2 separate regions of the Mus musculus genome follow, and region 1 is linked to region 2. Evidence: chromatin contacts called from public Hi-C data. All regions are on one chromosome and are shown on one strand. The core of a region is the stretch at or near the end of the contact, and the rest is flanking DNA. Distances in the headings are between cores, read along the strand shown. Region 1 holds the start of Lyst (lysosomal trafficking regulator). Region 2 overlaps Nid1 (nidogen 1).

Region 1 (4,309 bases), core at 1,388-3,887, 130 kb after region 2:
TCCCTCTCTGTGTTTGCAGTGTTTCAAGTGTCTGGTACTGAGTTGGGCACAGATCCTAGTACTTAAGAGATGCTCTTTACATATTTGTTAAACGAGTGCATTTTGTGGCATTTCTTTCATTTGTTTCTTAGAGACTTTGTATGCTGCCCATCCCTAGAGTACTGGTATTTTGAGAGCCTGCCTGCCAGAGGAAGTGGGTAACCTCTGCCTAAAGATATGAGCTGTTAATGGTTAATACCAGAATCAGATAAAGTTATTTTAAAGAGAGGAATTTTCCTAGAGAGACCCCTTCAGCCACATCAGTGGGTAACTTCATACTCTATCATCAGGCCATAAGGGAGTTGAGAAACTGAGAGTTGCACTTGGTAAATAGCCTTTGAATATAATGTCCTGAATTATTTTTATTTCAATTCCTATGCAAAAAAAAGTGACTGGAGACCTTAGGTCTACAGTGATCCCTACTATTATAGACAGATTATGGAGTGTGGAAGCTACCCACTGGAATTTCCAGGGTTTTGTGTCTTAGAGCAAGGAATTGGACCAGGGACACATAAGACAGTGGCAGAAAGACAGGGAGCTTATTAAAGAAGAAAAGCTCAAGTCAGAGCTGGAGAAAGATCAAAGGCTCAAAGCATGGGCCACGGTGGTTGTGAGTCTTTATGGGTCTTTCACACAGCTCCTGCCTTTCCTCACATGTGTATGCTATGGGCTTTTCTCAGACATGTTCTGACTGTCATGTGTATTCTTTGGTGGTGAACATGGGGGTTCCAGTGTTTTTTTCTGTCACTGATTGTAAATCTCTCCACCCTCTCTTCTGCTACAGGATCAAGCTGTAGACTATTTGATTATTAATTGTATTATTTGGGAAGACCTTGAAAACTGCCAAATGATACCAAATATATCAATAGCTTTGACTTTCCCCCCCATGCCTCTGTTATCTCAAAGGCCCGCCACAGTTGTGGCTGGAAGAAGAGGAAGGGTGGCCCCTAAGCTGTCAAAATGCCTACAGCAGCATCATTTTGTCAGTCTTAGGTTTAGTTGGACTGTAGTGAGGATCAGATATCCTTTTGTTTAACTTGTGGTTCCCACACTCAGAAGAGGTTGGTATATTAAAGTGTATAACATTAATAGTCATGAGAAAACCAAAGCTGGGCACAAGTTAAAATGGCAAAGACAAATTTTATCCAGGACTAGCATAACAAAAAGAACCCAGGTACATAGTTGGCCTCTGATTTAAACACACTAGGGATACCTGGGGATTTATAGTCAAGAAACGTGGAGCTCATGGTTGATACCAACATAGGTGAATGTTGGTAGCATCAACCTCACAAGATTCATGCTGAAGGCAGGCCAGCATGAATAGATACCAAAGGTGGGGACTGAGAGATTTTGTAGATAGGGAGGGTGTGATTGTGTATGTGTGGGTTCTTGCTAAACTGCCTTGGCGATTGCTAAACCTAGAGTTTACAAAGATGTGCACACATAGCACATGGGCCAAGGAGAAGGTTCAAAGTCTGACTAAAGTTTGCTTTAAGCAAGGATCTTTGTCACATTGCCCACTGTATGCTAGCATATTTGAACAGGGCTAGGTAGGGTATCATACCTGGACCCAGAATTTTTGCAAGTTTCTCTCTTTCTGTTTGACAGAAATATAAGTTCAGGCCCCAATGCTATCTTGAGGATAGCCCTGCTTCCATCTTGGTGAACCTTTCCGTTTTTTGTCTTTTGTTTTGTTTTTTTTTTTTTTTTTTAATCCTGTGACCTCCAACAGAAAATAGGACAACAGTTTATTGCACATACTGTCCATGAAAAAACAAAACAAAACAAAACAAAACAAAAACCAAAAGAAAGTTTATTCTGAGGCAACTTTGAGTGAATAGTGCTTAGTAACAGAGATTCGGGTTTCCCAGAATTACATGTTCTACTGTGAAAGAGGTTTACACGCAGTCTTATAGCCATAGAACAAAAGACCATAAATCAATACATTTGCCAAATATAGCGGAAAGGACATCGGGGAGGTAGGCTACAGCATAGCAGGAAAATCTCCAGCTGATGATACTCTTCTTTTGAGCACTGCTGAAAAGCCAGTCGTTGGCTAAGTTTAACAATACATTCCAAACTTTTTACATAACAGGCACAAAGATCTTAGGTCAGCTACAAAGGTTGGTAATAAGCAGTTTTTTTAAAGAACCTAAAGATAGTCCAAGATAATCTTGGTTACTGATCATCATCTCTCCGTAATGGTAAAGTTCTAGACAGTCAGTCACTTTGTACAGTCTTCAACAAAGATGTAATTTTCCCAGTAAACGTGAGTTTACAGTAGAAAGAAGACACTAGGCTTGCGCTTTTAGGGGCTGAATCGCCTGGGATGGACGAAGCTTTATGCGGCCGGGAGGGGTGGAGTTCAGAGAAGCTGCACAGGGCCCTCCTCGCTGCATTTGTCCCGCCTTCTTCCTCTCATTGGCTGAGATTCTCCACGCATCACGTCGGCGACCCCAGCGTGCCCTCCCGGTGGGGCGGGACTTTAGGCGCTCGAGGCGGGGACGGTGCGCACGCGCAGAGGAGCGGGTCTGGGTCTGGGCGGGGGAGGAAGGGGGTGGTGTTCCCGGTTTCCCGGGTTACCTGAGGGGGCGGGGGTGAGAGCTCACGCTGGCCTGGCAGCCTTGGTGAGTCGGGATTCTCCTGCACCGGCGGGCGAGAGCGCGCGGCGGACCACAGAGCGGAGGTAAAGACCGCAGCGGGCTCCTTTAGAGGGTCAGGGTCTCGACCTCAGCGGGGCATGGCGGGAAGGTGGCGGGCCGCCCGGGCGGGGTCGTGCCGCGCTAAGGGAACGGGGTGGTGCCCGGAGCTCGGCCCGGCCGGGGTTCGCTTGCCTTCTGAGCTCTGCACAGTTGCTGATTGAGGCGGACCCGGGCCCCGAGGGCTGTGGCGGCGGCGCGGACCCCATAGTAACTTTACTTACCGGCCGGCTGGTGCGGCGGACGGTGTCCTCAGGGGGCGCTTCACCTCGGGAAGCGCTTGTCCCGGACCGCCGCTACCCTCAGCCTGCCCGGTCCTTCCCAGCAGGTGACAGCGGGAGCTGACAGGTTCAGGGCGTCTCACTTCGCGCCGCGGGTCCATCTGTCATTCCCCACCCTGGTGCTTCGGAGTCCTTGCTGTCCCTTCCCTGCCCGTGACACCTGCTGCGGGACTCTGCAAACAACCCTTCGTGGTTCGCGCGCACCTCTGGAGCGGTGGCTGAGATGCTAATATAATAGGGACGTGACCCAGGGAGATTTCCTCTGCCACCGGAGGCCAAGGGTTCATGATGGAGGGTTGGAGCTCAGGGAGTCAAGAAAAGTGTCCTCATCCAATCCTCAGAGGGATAAACAAAACAGCAAAACATCCTTGATGGAGAGAGAGAGAGAGAGAGAGAGAGAGAGACAGAGACAGAGACAGAGACAGAGACAGAGACAGACAGACACAGCTCTTGCTTGGTAGTTGATGGTGTGAGAAAAAAATTTTAAGGTGTTGACTCGTGTAGAACACACATTTGTGTTGAATTCTGGCCAGTATTTCCTTAAGGATCAAATTCATTGTGCATTTTCTCCAGGGTTTGTTTAACAGGTTGATATGGCACATTAATTTGAGCTTTTTCTTCCTGAAAGGCATTTGGCTGGTCTGCCTTTACTTTTAACTTCCACACCTAGTAACCTTATACTAATAAAGATGTTGGCTCTTAGCTTTTATTATGTAGCTGATTGGTAGGGGATATCTGTATTTACAGAGCATTGCAAGTAACTTTTCTGCTGCTCGTTGCTGTCATCCACGTTGACACTAACACATACAGATATTGAGAGACTTTGGAAGATAGAGGACGTAAGGGGGAGATGAGTTTCTGTTATTTAGTTTCCATTAAAATACTTCCCAGACAATAAATTGCATATAGAGCATATGCATTTAGTAAAGATGTTTAAGTACCTATTGTGGACCAGACACGTTTTATAAACAGATAAATACCCCCTTTCTTGGGTCATACATATTCTGGAAGAACCTCAGACAATAAGTAAGAAGAATATGTCCTTGTCAGATGATGTTAAAGGACTTAGAGAAAAAGCAGGGAGAAGACAGAGCCAGAAACGGGCTGCAATTTGATTAGAGGTAGTTAGGAAAGGCCTTCTGGAAAAAAAATTTGATAACCGGAAGGAAGTAAGGGGTGATCCATGCTCTTTTCTGAGGGAAGGATATGCAGTGAGAAAGCCACTTGCAAAAGCCCTGAGGCAATAGTGTGGAGACTGGAGTCAGAAGAGAGCTGAGAGGCGGGTCTGGC
Region 2 (4,109 bases), core at 187-2,686:
TTGCTTTACTTAATTTTCCTACTAGAGAAATATGGGTACCGGTGACACCTAGCCTTCTGGTGTTTTCCCAAAGATTAGATGCTACCTACAAAGTGGTGAACTGTTAATGCTGTTAGGTGGTATTTTATGCACTAAGCTAGTCACAGTAGTTATCAACAGTATGCAGGTTTACCTCTTAACACATTCATTTAATCATCTGTGTTAGCCTTCCCTTCCTTTGGACTTTGGGTTCCTTTAAAGTGGGGCTGTATCCAGCTCTCTCTGGTACCAAGAGTGGTATAACACTGACCCAGTGTGGAAGCCCTTGCAGAGTTAATTAGTCATTTGGATAATGTTGGCAGTCAACAAATCTCTGTTGCTCTCACTATTTTGGTCAGGAGGACACAGAAGGGAAAGGAGATATTTGAGAGACTGCCCGTATTTGACACACTTGACATGAAGCACCCTGCATCATGTTCTAAGATTCTTGTCTACCATATCCTTCATACCCCCACCCCACCTGCGTATCATGTTGGTGGTTTTGCCAGTCAGACTTATCACTTTCTCCCATTCTGTTTATTTTGTGTTCCACGGGCAACTGCAACAGTATCCGGTGAGGGAGAGATCACTTGCTGTGTTAGTTACATCTGTGTCTTTGTATCTGTTCTAACCACTTGATAGCAACAACTGAATGGAGGAAAGGCTGGTTTATTTTGGCTCATGGTTCTGGTGAGCTTTTATCCCATCATAGTGGGGAAGGTATCGTGGAGCATCGTGAAGCTGCACAGTCTGTGTGATGAGACCCTGTGGCAGAGGCTGTTCACATGATAGCTGATTAGAGCACAGAGAGCAAGGCGGGAGCTAGGAGCAAAGGCCTGTTCTTGGTGGTCTCCTTCAGTCAGACAGGCTCCAGTGGTGGCTCATGATCCCACAGCCTCTCAAAATAGTACCACCAGCTGGAAAATTTGTAGAGATTGTTTTAAAATCGAACCCTAACATTCCCTTAAGGAGTTCATCTTTGCATTCTCTCTAACCACACTCGGTTCCTTACAGGTCACCACAAATGGTATCATCGCCATGAGCGAACCCCCAGCCACAGAATACCATCCCGGAACCTTCCCACCCAGCTTCGGCTCAGTAGCGCCTTTCCTGGCTGACTTGGACACAACCGATGGCCTGGGGAATGTGTATTATCGAGAAGACTTATCCCCGTTCATTATTCAGATGGCAGCAGAGTATGTCCAGAGAGGCTTCCCGGAGGTCTCTTTCCAGCCCACTAGTGTGGTGGTTGTCACTTGGGAATCTGTGGCCCCTTATGGAGGGCCCAGCAGCAGCCCTGCCGAGGAAGGCAAGGTGAGTGCACCCCACATGGAGATGCAGGTATCTGGTCTGGTATGTTGACTGTAGTCTTTGCGCTTGTTCCAATGGACAACATGCCTATCCTGTTGCTCAAGACAGGAAGTCTAGAGCAAAGTCCAGTGAAATTTGCCTGTTGCATGCAGGTCAGCAAACTCCAGATGCTTATCTGTAGGGCTGTCTGAATCACTTCTGTGACTGTCTGATGTTGAGAAAGCCAGGTATTTGAGGAGATTGCTCCATGGCAAACATATGCCTGGGAAATAGTACCTGTGTTCCTTCTTTAATTGAGAAAGAGTGGGACGATAGCTTCTAATTATAGAGAAGTTATTAATAGGAAATGCTAGATATCAAGGTTCTGATCAACGTGCCCCTCCTGAGTGGAGAAAAGTCCTTTCGTAAAGAAGCTGCCTTACTGACACTTAATGGAACGATCCCCAAACTCTTAGCCTTATCTCCTCTTATCACTGACCTCCATGGGACACATAGCATTCCACAGAACACATTTTGGAGAGGCCTGTGGTGGGTCTGCATATCTCATATGCTTTGCAAAATTGGAAGATTGCCTGACCCAAGGATACTCAGCTCTTGCCTGCCTCTTGGGACTAACCTAATAAGACTCCATATACCCTCTTCAGCAGTTGTATCAAACTGTTTTTTTTTTAAGATATATTTCATTTTTAAAAAAAGATTTATTTCTTATTAAAAATAAGTACACTGTAGCTGTCTTCAGACAGCACCAGAAGAGGGGGGTCAGATCTCATTATGGGTGGTTGTGAGCCACCATGTGGTTGCTGGGATTTGAACTCAGGACCTTCAGAAGAGCAGTCAGTGCTCTTAACTACTTAGCCATCTCTCCAGTCCTATATCAAGCTCTTATATTTGCCTGAAGCATACCTTTTCCTTTGTTCTGGTATGTTTTGCCTCACTGTCGTTTGTCTTTGACATGACCTCCTCCTGATTGTAAACCCAGGCCCTCCTGTGAAGCCTTGACCATCACGGGCTTCCCAAGAACTACCCCTACCCTACCCAACACAGGATTCTTCCTCATTTGACCTACATGTAGCACGCTGCACGCATCTCTGTTACAACATCTGTCCTCAGATTTAGGCTATATTTGTCTATAGATCCACCTCTCTGTGTAGACGGCACAGTCTCAATTGTAGGAAAGTGAGGTGGAGTGCTGCTGGCTCTCCCCTGTCCTTTCTACAAGGAACCCAGTGAACAGCATGCTTTGAGAGTATGGTTGTATTGCTAGAAACTGACTTTTAACTCATCTTCACAGAGAAACACGTTCCAGGCTGTTCTGGCCTCCTCAAATTCCAGCTCCTATGCCATTTTCCTTTATCCTGAAGATGGTCTACAGTTCTTTACAACATTCTCGAAGAAGGATGAAAGCCAAGTACCTGCTGTGGTTGGTTTCAGCAAAGGTCTAGTAGGATTTCTATGGAAGAGCAACGGAGCCTATAACATATTTGCCAATGACAGAGAATCAATTGAAAATTTGGCTAAGTATGCATATTCTTTATTTGTTTTTCTTCATTAGATTCCCCTTAATTATATTATTATATTGTTTTACCAAACAAAATGTAGTAAGTATTAAATTACCTAAAAATGTTCTTATAGATTTAAATTTTATAGAGAGATATTTAAATGGTGAAACTGTATTTTTTTCCTGATGAATCTTAGGGAATTTATTTAGCATGAAGAGGTCTTTTGTTTATTTTCATCTTTATTTGTATGTATTAGCATTTTGCATCATATGCATGCAGTGCCTGTGGAGACTAGAAACACATTGGATCCCCTGGGACTGAAATTACAGATGGTTCTGAGCCACCACATGGAAGCTGGGAATTGAACCCAGAGGGTCTCTCTGGAGGACTTACCAATGCTCTTAATTTCTGAGCTGTCTCTCTAGCCCCAGTAGTGTGTTATTTAGAGTGCACCTTCATGCAAAACTGTCTCTACTGTGTCCTCTGAGTTTGAAGTCAGAAATAATGGAAATTTAAACCTGTCTCCTGCCAGGAACCTAAACTAAGTGTGGTTTTCCTCCACACTGATGCAGAACAGTTCTTTACTGCACGCAGTGAAGCCTCGTTGTAATGTTAGTGTAGAGAAGCAAGAGATAACAGGATATTATACAAAAGAGAGGGATAGCCAAGATTATTGGCTTTTTGTTTTGTTTAGGTATTTTGAGACAGGATCTCATATAGCCCAGGCTGTCCCCAAACTTTCTACATAGAGAAGGATGGATGACCTTGAACCAGAGATTCTTCAGCCCCCACCTCCAAGGTGCTGGGGTTACAGGTGTAAGACATCATGCCTGGTCCCAGACTGGTTTTTAAGAGTTAAAAATCTTACAACTCCCAATATTCTTTAGCCTAATCCCCTTTCCCCATTTTGTCTTCTGTAACTCCAGCTCAGCTCCAAGGGATCTGATCTCCCTCTTTGGCCACTCTGGGAACTTGCATGTACATGTACATACAAATATAGACATACACATACATCTATATATGCATACATACACACACACACACACACACACATATATATATATACATGCACACACACACACATATATATATGTATATATATATATATATATATACACATGCACACATACACACACACACATATATATACATAAATAAATAATAAAATTCATCCTAAAGCGAAGCAAAGTAAAACAAAAGAAAATCCCCCAAACACAACAGGACTAGAGAAACGGTTCAGTTGGCACAAGACCTGACTACTATTTCCATACCCCCATAAAA

The links. Hi-C and Micro-C count contacts between places; a contact is called where the count stands out from the background.
Region 1: a contact with region 2 is called in a Hi-C map of liver, with 3 times the contacts expected there. The contact joins the promoter of Lyst here to the enhancer-like site in region 2. A contact is called at or near these places in 2 of 39 promoter capture datasets (cranial neural crest and liver), 1 of 484 Hi-C or Micro-C datasets (liver), 1 of 115 datasets of contacts at active chromatin or transcription factors (embryonic stem cells) and 1 of 9 other capture datasets (adipose tissue).

The regions. Positions count from the first base shown.
Region 1 is chr13:13,587,772-13,592,080 of GRCm38.p6, forward strand. It overlaps Lyst (lysosomal trafficking regulator), which reads left to right and starts at 2,638. Exons shown (of 53, transcript NM_010748.2): 1 at 2,638-2,725. It overlaps Gm30836 (a long non-coding RNA gene), which reads right to left and starts at 3,430. Exons shown (of 2, transcript XR_382086.4): 1 at 2,963-3,430.
Region 2 is chr13:13,462,690-13,466,798 of GRCm38.p6, forward strand. Nid1 (nidogen 1) reads left to right here. Exons shown (of 20, transcript NM_010917.2): 2 at 1,033-1,332; 3 at 2,621-2,847. Among named protein-coding and RNA genes, the nearest start is that of Nid1, 27 kb to the left of the region's middle. Within about 2 kb of position 1,437, at least 10 of the 459 cell types and tissues checked have an H3K27ac peak or open chromatin away from gene starts, as enhancers often do. A contact at or near this core is called in liver, where this site is marked.